2 separate regions of the Mus musculus genome follow, and region 1 is linked to region 2. Evidence: chromatin contacts called from public promoter capture Hi-C data. All regions are on one chromosome and are shown on one strand. Each heading gives the region's core, a stretch centred on a gene start, on an enhancer-like site or on the middle of the called end of the contact. The rest is flanking DNA. Distances are from core to core; before and after follow the strand shown.

Evidence for each region. Promoter capture Hi-C pulls out the DNA fragments that hold promoters and counts their contacts.
Region 1: a contact with region 2 is called in a promoter capture Hi-C map of pre-B cells, with 4 times the contacts expected there. The contact joins the promoter of Creb5 here to the promoter of Hoxa13 in region 2. A contact is called at or near these places in 5 of 39 promoter capture datasets (the 3T3-L1 cell line, embryonic stem cells, hippocampal neurons and 2 more), 6 of 484 Hi-C or Micro-C datasets (embryonic stem cells and myocytes), 1 of 115 datasets of contacts at active chromatin or transcription factors (embryonic stem cells) and 2 of 9 other capture datasets (adipose tissue and embryonic stem cells).

The regions. Positions count from the first base shown.
Region 1 is chr6:53,285,180-53,289,029 of GRCm38.p6, forward strand. It overlaps Creb5 (cAMP responsive element binding protein 5), which reads left to right and starts at 2,124. Exons shown (of 11, transcript NM_001327821.1): 1 at 2,124-2,194.
Region 2 is chr6:52,258,891-52,262,611 of GRCm38.p6, forward strand. Hoxa13 (homeobox A13) reads right to left here and starts at 1,990. Exons shown (of 5, transcript NM_008264.1): 1 at 1,747-1,990; 2 at 1,662-1,745; 3 at 1,652-1,659; 4 at 974-1,650; 5 at 1-258. The coding sequence starts at 1,884. The coding sequence ends at 14.

The DNA of each region.
Region 1 (3,850 bases), core at 874-3,373, 1.0 Mb after region 2:
AATTCTTGAGTTACTGTAAATATTCCCAGTGTTGCATTATGAAAGTTGGGTAGTGCTTTCATGAAAACTTATTTATTCATGCTTCTTATGTTTAGATAATTCTGTGAATTGAGTCATTTAACTCCTTGCAGGTGTGTGAATCTTGTGACCATCACCCTGGCTTTGCCCACTTAATTCTTCGCTTCATTCCTTTGGTTTATCCACCAGGGGGAAAACCCCAGCTCTTAGCTTCAAGCTGGCTCAATTCCTTTGGGCACTTTCTTTTTCTCTGAGGAAGGAGGTTGCTCTCTGCTCTGGGTGAGCAAGGCTGTACTGGAAATTGAGATGGAAGGTGGATACGGAAGCTGCTGTTCAGTGAACCATGGTTTCCTTCCCTAAACCCAGACAATTGAGCCATCACAGTCAAGGTTTTGTTGTTTCAGGTTAGGACCAGCATCTTCTTTCACAGTTCCTTCAGTGTCCCATGGAGAAGAGGAGAGGAAAATTCACAGAAGAACTTATAGGAAGGCTACAAGGAAAGAGGGAGTTGTCAGTCCCTGTGATTTCAGGGAACCCTGAAGACAAGTGGTGGGGGAGGAGGGGCTAAACACTTCAAACCAGAAAGGAAATAGAAAGCTCTTCCACTTAGTATGTCAAAACCAGCTCAGAAATGTGACAATTTGGGCAAAGCATTACGATTCCTAGCCAGTCTAGTCATGATCCTCTGGCAGACTACACAGTCAGGCTGTGATGCATTGGGATGAGAGGCACTATATAAATGTCAGATGTTACATAAATGTCAGGAGCCATTATTGTTTGTTAATGGGGGCTAAACTGTTCCTAAGCAAAGATCCAACTCCCAGCCAGCAAGCTCTTAGTTGAAGTTCTAACCAGTCAGCCATCAGAAAAGAATTAATATGCCTGATTCTACCAAGGAACCCAGGTGAGATCTGGGGTTAGACATGCGCTAGAGTGGTCCCTGATGATCAGGAGAGCTCCTAGCCTTCTGAGTCTGTCTGCCTCAGCTCAGCTGTGAAATAGAGATAATTACAACACACTCCCCGCTTTTCCTTATTCTGTCAAAGTCATATGAGGAAGAAGAAAATGGTGTGGCTTCAAGTGTTTGGCAAAGTGTGAGCTGTTGTTGGATGACAGTGGTCATTTCGAACAGGCTTTCAATGCTCCCCAAAGGGAGAGAGAGCTTCCAAAAGGAAATCTAGCCCTTGCCAGGGATGAGGAAGGTGAGAGCGGTGGCTTCTGGCCCATGCTGAAAAAGGTCAGTCCTCTTTTCCCTTTGCAGACCTGGCCCTAGATCCTGTATTCTAGCCCTGGCTCGACTGCTTCCCAGCCGGCGAGCTTGGGCCAGTAGCAGAGGCTCTGGAAGCAATGGCCAGGGCCCTTCCGGCGCTGACGCGGAGTCTAAATCCGGCTCATCATTTGGCTCTTGGCTGAGATTCGCCTTTCGCCTTTAGAGAGATTCTCTCACAGGTCAGCACATGCAAGGTGCGAGACCAGGGAAGGCTGTGTGTAGTCCTACTGAGTGTGCACAAGAAGTTATATGCCCTTGAGCGTGATGAGGAGAGGGGCGGCGAAATGGAGATACTAAGAAGCCAGCATGCAGAGAACGCTGCAATGAGGTCATGGCTGTCACAGGCAAAGGATCTGGGTATCTTCGGTGGCTGGGGTAGGGAAGTAGGAAGTGGCCTGCATTTGTAAGTGTAAATGTCTCTTTCTACCTCCTTCAGCATCCTTACCACCTCATGCACACACCCCAAACCTTACTTCTTTCTGACCCTACAGACACTTCTTGCAGAAGAGCTCGTGCCGGTGTCTCCTGCGTGGCTCTGTTTGAAACCTTCAGGATTGTTTCCAAGCTGACTCACACCACTAATGTCGGGGGGCCGTGTTACTCGGCGCTGGGCTGTGCAAGCTGTTGCTTGCGCGATCGCGGACGCCGCCGCAAGCACCCGGGTCCGCTCGAGGGGCGGGATTTGGGCGGGGCGGAGACCGGGCCCGCCCCCTCGGCGTGCGGGCCCCGCCCCTCTCTCCCTCCTTTTCCCCAACGGACCGCAATGATTTAGAAGTTCAGGAATCCCACGTGACGTCACCGGGGGGGTGATGTAATGCACTCTAAATAGAATGTATTGTAATCTTTGCTCAGTCCAACGTGGTCCCTTCACCCGGGCTCGGCTCTTGCCTTCTCCACACTTGTTTGGTAAGTTCCTAAAAATACGGCGCGGCCACTTCTGGGCCTTTTGCATTTAGCCACTTTCGCTGCACTTGCCGCGCGAGCCGACTCCGGAGCGTCCTTGTTTGCAGGGGTTGGTTCATCGCTGCAGCCGCGAGGTTACTTAGTCCAATGGGCAGGTCACAGGGCAAGGAGTAGAAAGGATGCGATGCATTTTTTCCCCCTTGATTTGTGTTTGTAAACACTTTGGCGGATCAGAAGGAAGTCCGGCCCCAATTGCTGGTGGACTGTGGAGTTGTGCTGTGTCCTGTAGTCACCCAGAGACCCCACGCCGTGTCCGTCCCGGAGCGCTTCTTGGTGATTGCTGCGCCGTGCGACTGGAGGGATGCTGAGTGGAGCCAGCGCCGTGTCCGACCCAGTGTGCGTGCGTGTATGGGAGCGCGCGTGAGTTTCCCTGACACGGGGAACAGTTATGAATCGGGGGTGTATGTTTGCCTCCAGAGCCCCGGCATGGTGTGGAACCCTTCTGAAGTGTGGTCAAGCGGCGGTGGTGGTGGCGGCGGCGGAGGCGGCAGTGGTAGCAGCAGCAGCAACAGACCAGGAACCTGGAGCCTCCTCGCATCCCGTTTCTCAGTGATGCAGCGGAACCCCGGGAGAAAGTTAGCAAACTTCCAACCGTTGCGGCAAAGTCGCCTGGTCACCTAGGGGCAGCCGAGCGAGTTCGCAGGGGGTTCTCCCTCTCCCGGGTGCCCAGCGGCCGCTGCCAGTTCTCGCGACCGGCCGCCGGCTGCAGCGGGAGGGTCGGTTGCCTTGGAGGGGGACTTGACTTTCGCTCCAGGCGCTCCAGCTCGAGAGTGCTCCGCAGCCCTCGCCTTCACTCCTGCAGCCGCCTCCCGCCTCCGTCCCCTTTGCGCTGGCACTCTTACTTCTTCCGGGCTGCTGCCCCAAATGACAGCTGGGGCCCGAGCCGCACTGCACCCAGGCGGTTCTCAGGACCGGGCGACAGAGTCTGCCTTTGAGCCAGATTCTTTATCGAACCGCTTAAACTTTTCACAAAGTTCTTAAAGGGTTGAGACAAGCAGACACCGCCCCCACTAAGCCACTTTAGAGGGACTATAGCCCGCTTTAATTTTTCATTTATTTTCTAGTCATAGATTTATTTCCAGGGAGTGTCTAGTAGAAAAAGCTCCAGCTTTCCCTGGACGAGTGCCGCCCCCACTTGATGCTGGTTCAACGCTGGGAACTAGAGTGGGCTACTTGTACATCGTTGTCAGTATCAGCAACGCTTGCTTGGTTTTTTATTTTTCCCTCTTCCTGACATGTGTCAAAGAATAAAGGCTGGCTACAGGTCCATTACGTCATTCTGCAGGCCAGTAAGTGTTTTATTAAGGGCTTCAGATATTCAAGGGTTTGGGGGCTCAGAATGCTGTCAAAGCAACTATGCCCCCATCCCCCGGGGCAATTGCGGGTTCTCTGGACACAGCTATTGCCCTCTCTTTCCCTACCCCTCTTCCTCCATCCCTCTCCCGCCCACCTCGTTATCACTCGGCCTGCCCCCGCCTTTTACAGTTTCCCCCAGGGGGAATGCTGTCCCAGGAGTGAGCTGAAGAGCTTCTGGTGCCTGAGCGAGCTCAGTACCTGATGAACGCTCAATCTGCCCTTTTCTATTATTTAAGAAAGGCA
Region 2 (3,721 bases), core at 740-3,239:
ACCTTTTAATCCATTAACTAGTGGTCTTGAGTTTATTGATGACTTTTTTCTCTTTGACCCTCCTGTTCTGGAACCAGATTGTGACCTGCCTCTCAGAGAGGTTTGTCGTGGCTGATATCCTCCTCCGTTTGTCCTTGGTAATGAATTTGTTCGTAGCGTATTCCCGTTCGAGTTCTTTCAACTGCACCTTAGTGTAAGGCACGCGCTTCTTTCTCCCCCTCCTATAGGAGCTGGCGTCTGAAGGATGGGAGACGACGTCTGTAAGATAAGGAAGAAGGCAAGTTACTCTGGGAGCCGACCTGAGCCAGAACACAGGCGACAGCTCAATGTGAACTGCCGGCCTTGCAATGCCTGATTGCTCTTTGCCACGAATGCTGTACAATCCAGCCTTCTGCCAAAGCCTGGAGCGTTAGTAGGGGGGTATGGTTAGTTGTGTACTGAAATGAAATCGCCCAGAGTTCCAGTGACCACCCCAATCCGGTCATTCTGCATGTACAGCGGTCCACACCTTAGCACTCAACAGGGTTCAACACTTCTTTCTGTAGAGCTCGGCTCCTCTCAGCTTGCCCCAAGTCCCAACATTCTATGCTTCTCCAACGAAGCCTTTTTTTTCAGAGAACCATCAGGGACAATTTGGTGAGCTCAAAATCGAGTCTATTTCCCATCTTGGAGTCAATGTCAAGGGCTTGGGAGGGTGGGGCACCCAGAGAGAAAGGGGCTGCCGGAGTTGGAACCCACAAGCTTCCTCCCAGCTACCCTTTACCAAAGGAGGGCCCGGGGACCGGCTCGACTTAGGGCAGGGCGGACGGACAGCGCCAGCCAGCCGGGGCCAGGCTCCCAGGGGTGCAGAATTGCTAAGGCAAGCCAGGCCAGGGAGAATGCGGGGGGGGGGGGGGGTTAGTGACCCTGGGGCACGAGCCGAGGAGAAGCTGAAAAGCTGGAAGACCCGGGCTGGAAAGGGGGCGCCATTTACCGGGCAGAGTGGACTTCCAGAGGTGGGGAGGCTGCGTCTGCTCTTTGGGGCAGTACATTTGGCCGTTCCAGCCGTTGGGCAGAGCCCAGGGCTGATAGCTTTCCATGGGAAGCCCCAGAGGCTCGTGGCGCGACTCGCCAGGACCCCCGAGCCCCGGAACTACTGGCATATCCAGGTAGCCGGGCACGGGCTGGTGATGGTGGTAAGGCCCGGCTGCGTAGCCCTGATGGTAGAAAGCAAACTCCTTGGCGCGGGAGCTGAACTCCTCGGCCGCGGGGCCGGCGGTGTCCATGTACTTGTCGGCGAAGGCGGCGGCGGCCGAAGCAGGCTGCGCGCACGACTTGATGGCGTTGGGGTGCGGGCCCATGCGGGCGCACGGGTAGTAGCCGCTGCCGAAGTAGCCGTAGGGCAGCGCCGCGGGCCCCGACGAGCTCTGTGCCGCCGCCGAGCAGGGACTGCACTGCTTGGCGGCCTCGGCACCCGCGGGCCCCGCCGGCCCGGGCCCTCCCGACGACGACGCGGCAGCCGCGGCGGCGGCGGCAGCAGCGGCGGCGGCGGCGGCGGCGGCGGCGGACGGGGGCGCCTCCCCCGGGGCGCTGCTGTACGCGGCCGCGGCGCCGGGCGCCAGGGGTGCGGGATGCGCCATCAGGTTGCGGCACTGGTTGGCCGCGGCGGCGGGCGGCGGCGCCGCTGCGGCCACCGAGAAGTTGCCCCCCGCGGCCGCGGCAGCCGGGTGGGGGAAGCCCCCGCCCCCAGCTCCCGCCGCCGCCGCCGGCCGCCGCCCGTGCCGCCGCCGCCGCCCCTTCCATGTTCTTGTTGAGCTCGTCGGCCACCAGGCCGCCGCCGTTGTCGTAGAGAAACATGACGGTGGGCTCGATCCAGCGGGGGTGGAGGAGCACGGAGGCTGTCATAGCCCGAGCCGCATGGAGAAGACCCCAGTGGCGCTGTTTTAAAAAGCCCCCAAGAAGTGAAGAGCGCGGCGCGCGGGGCCGGGGCCCGAGCGAGGGGGGCGGGTCGCGCCCTGCGGGGTCGCGCCAGGCGGCCGCCCATTGGCCCGCCCCCGGCCCGCCCCCGGCGTATGCAAAGCGGGAGGCTCCGGCTCGGCTCCGCGCTGGGCCCGCCGTCCCCGCCGCCGCCCGCGCGGTCCTCTGCGCCAGCTCTAGCTCCCGCCGCGCGGCCGCGCAGCAGTCACCCACGGAGGAGGCGGGGGTGGGTGGGGGGGAGAAACTAGGGCGGGTGGGGCTGGGAACACAGGGACCCCGATCCCTTCCCGGGTTTCGCGCGGAGGTTGGGAGGGGCAGTGAGCGGCTGCGGTTGGGGTGCGACCTGAGGTCGTGGGGACAAGTCAGGTAAATTCTCCAGTGGCCAGGAATGAGGGTTTGCCTTGGCCTTGGACTGGCCCAGGATGTCCTGGCATGTTTTAGGGACCTCTGGGGCTGTTTTCTTTCCAGGGATGGATACATCTTTCTGCAGCTAGACCCTCCCAAGGATGTGGGAGCTTTCGCCTGGCCGAGATTGCACTCCCCACCCCCCCCTGGGGAACAAGGGCGTTTGTTTCCTGTTGGTTCCAGGAGAAGTCTGGAGCAAGGGTCCCAGGACATTTCTCTGGGAAGTTTGGGCTGCATTTGGGAGCTCCCTTCCCTGTTCTCAGGCTCTAGAGGACAATTTCAATTAGGCCTAAGGACTCAGAAGATCAGAACAACTAATTGTATCTCCTACACTCATCACACACGCGAGCGCAAATATTCGCGCGCGCGCACACACACACACACACACACACACACACACACACACACACACAGAGAGAGAGAGAGAGAGAGAGAGAGAGAGAGAGAGAGAGAGAGAGAGAGAGAGAGAGATGCATACTGCCACATTGTCCAACTTGTATATACAGCTCGCTATTCATTCCGATGCAGCAGCTATTCTCTCTGGTCCGCAGAGGATTTCAGATGAAGAAAGCACCATTCACTCACACTCCTGTCTCAGGAGTCCGGCTGCCTTTTCCTGAAGGGGTTTAAGAGGAACAGGCCCCAGCTGGGCTGCTGGCTGGAACTCCAGCCACGGTTCTGGGACTTCCTACAAGTCACTCCATAGATCCTGAGTTGGACACTTCAGACACCTGGCAATCCACTGTTGCATTCCGTTTTGGGGAAAGAGAAAAAGGCTCTTTGGGATCCTTTCATGGTTTTTCTCCTAATAGGGGCTCAGCCTGTAGTGGGTTCAAGGTGCCGGGGTTCAGCTGATGAGTTCCTCTGTACCTTGAGCTTGGTGGGGTGTTTGTATTGGGAGAGCAACGTTTGGATGCAGTGTTTTGATAAAGGATTCTGGGGACCCTGCCTCCTTAGGACTACATGCATTTCTGGTTGTGCAAGTGTGAACTGGTCAGACATCCAGAGGGGAACAAATGGTCAAAGTGAAAGTGGTGCGTTCTGGAAAATATAGACTGGGAAGAGTTCTGTACTATCTTTGCTCAAATGCTCTGGTAGGCAGCCAGGCTTGGACCTGTTCTCTAGTCCTAGCTTGTAGACTTAGCCCTAAGCTAGAGCATCAGACATACCACCCAATTCATCTGCTGCTCTGTAAGCCCCCTGGGCTTCTGGTAAGATTGGGACCAGTAAGGCGAGGCTCAGGCTTTTATCTGCCCGGATCCTGGGTTTGTTCTGACTAATGTTAAGTGTCGCCCAATAAAACCTTCCCTGATCCCCACACCCAATTCTCCCCCACACCCAGGGAGTCCTTTCTCTCCTG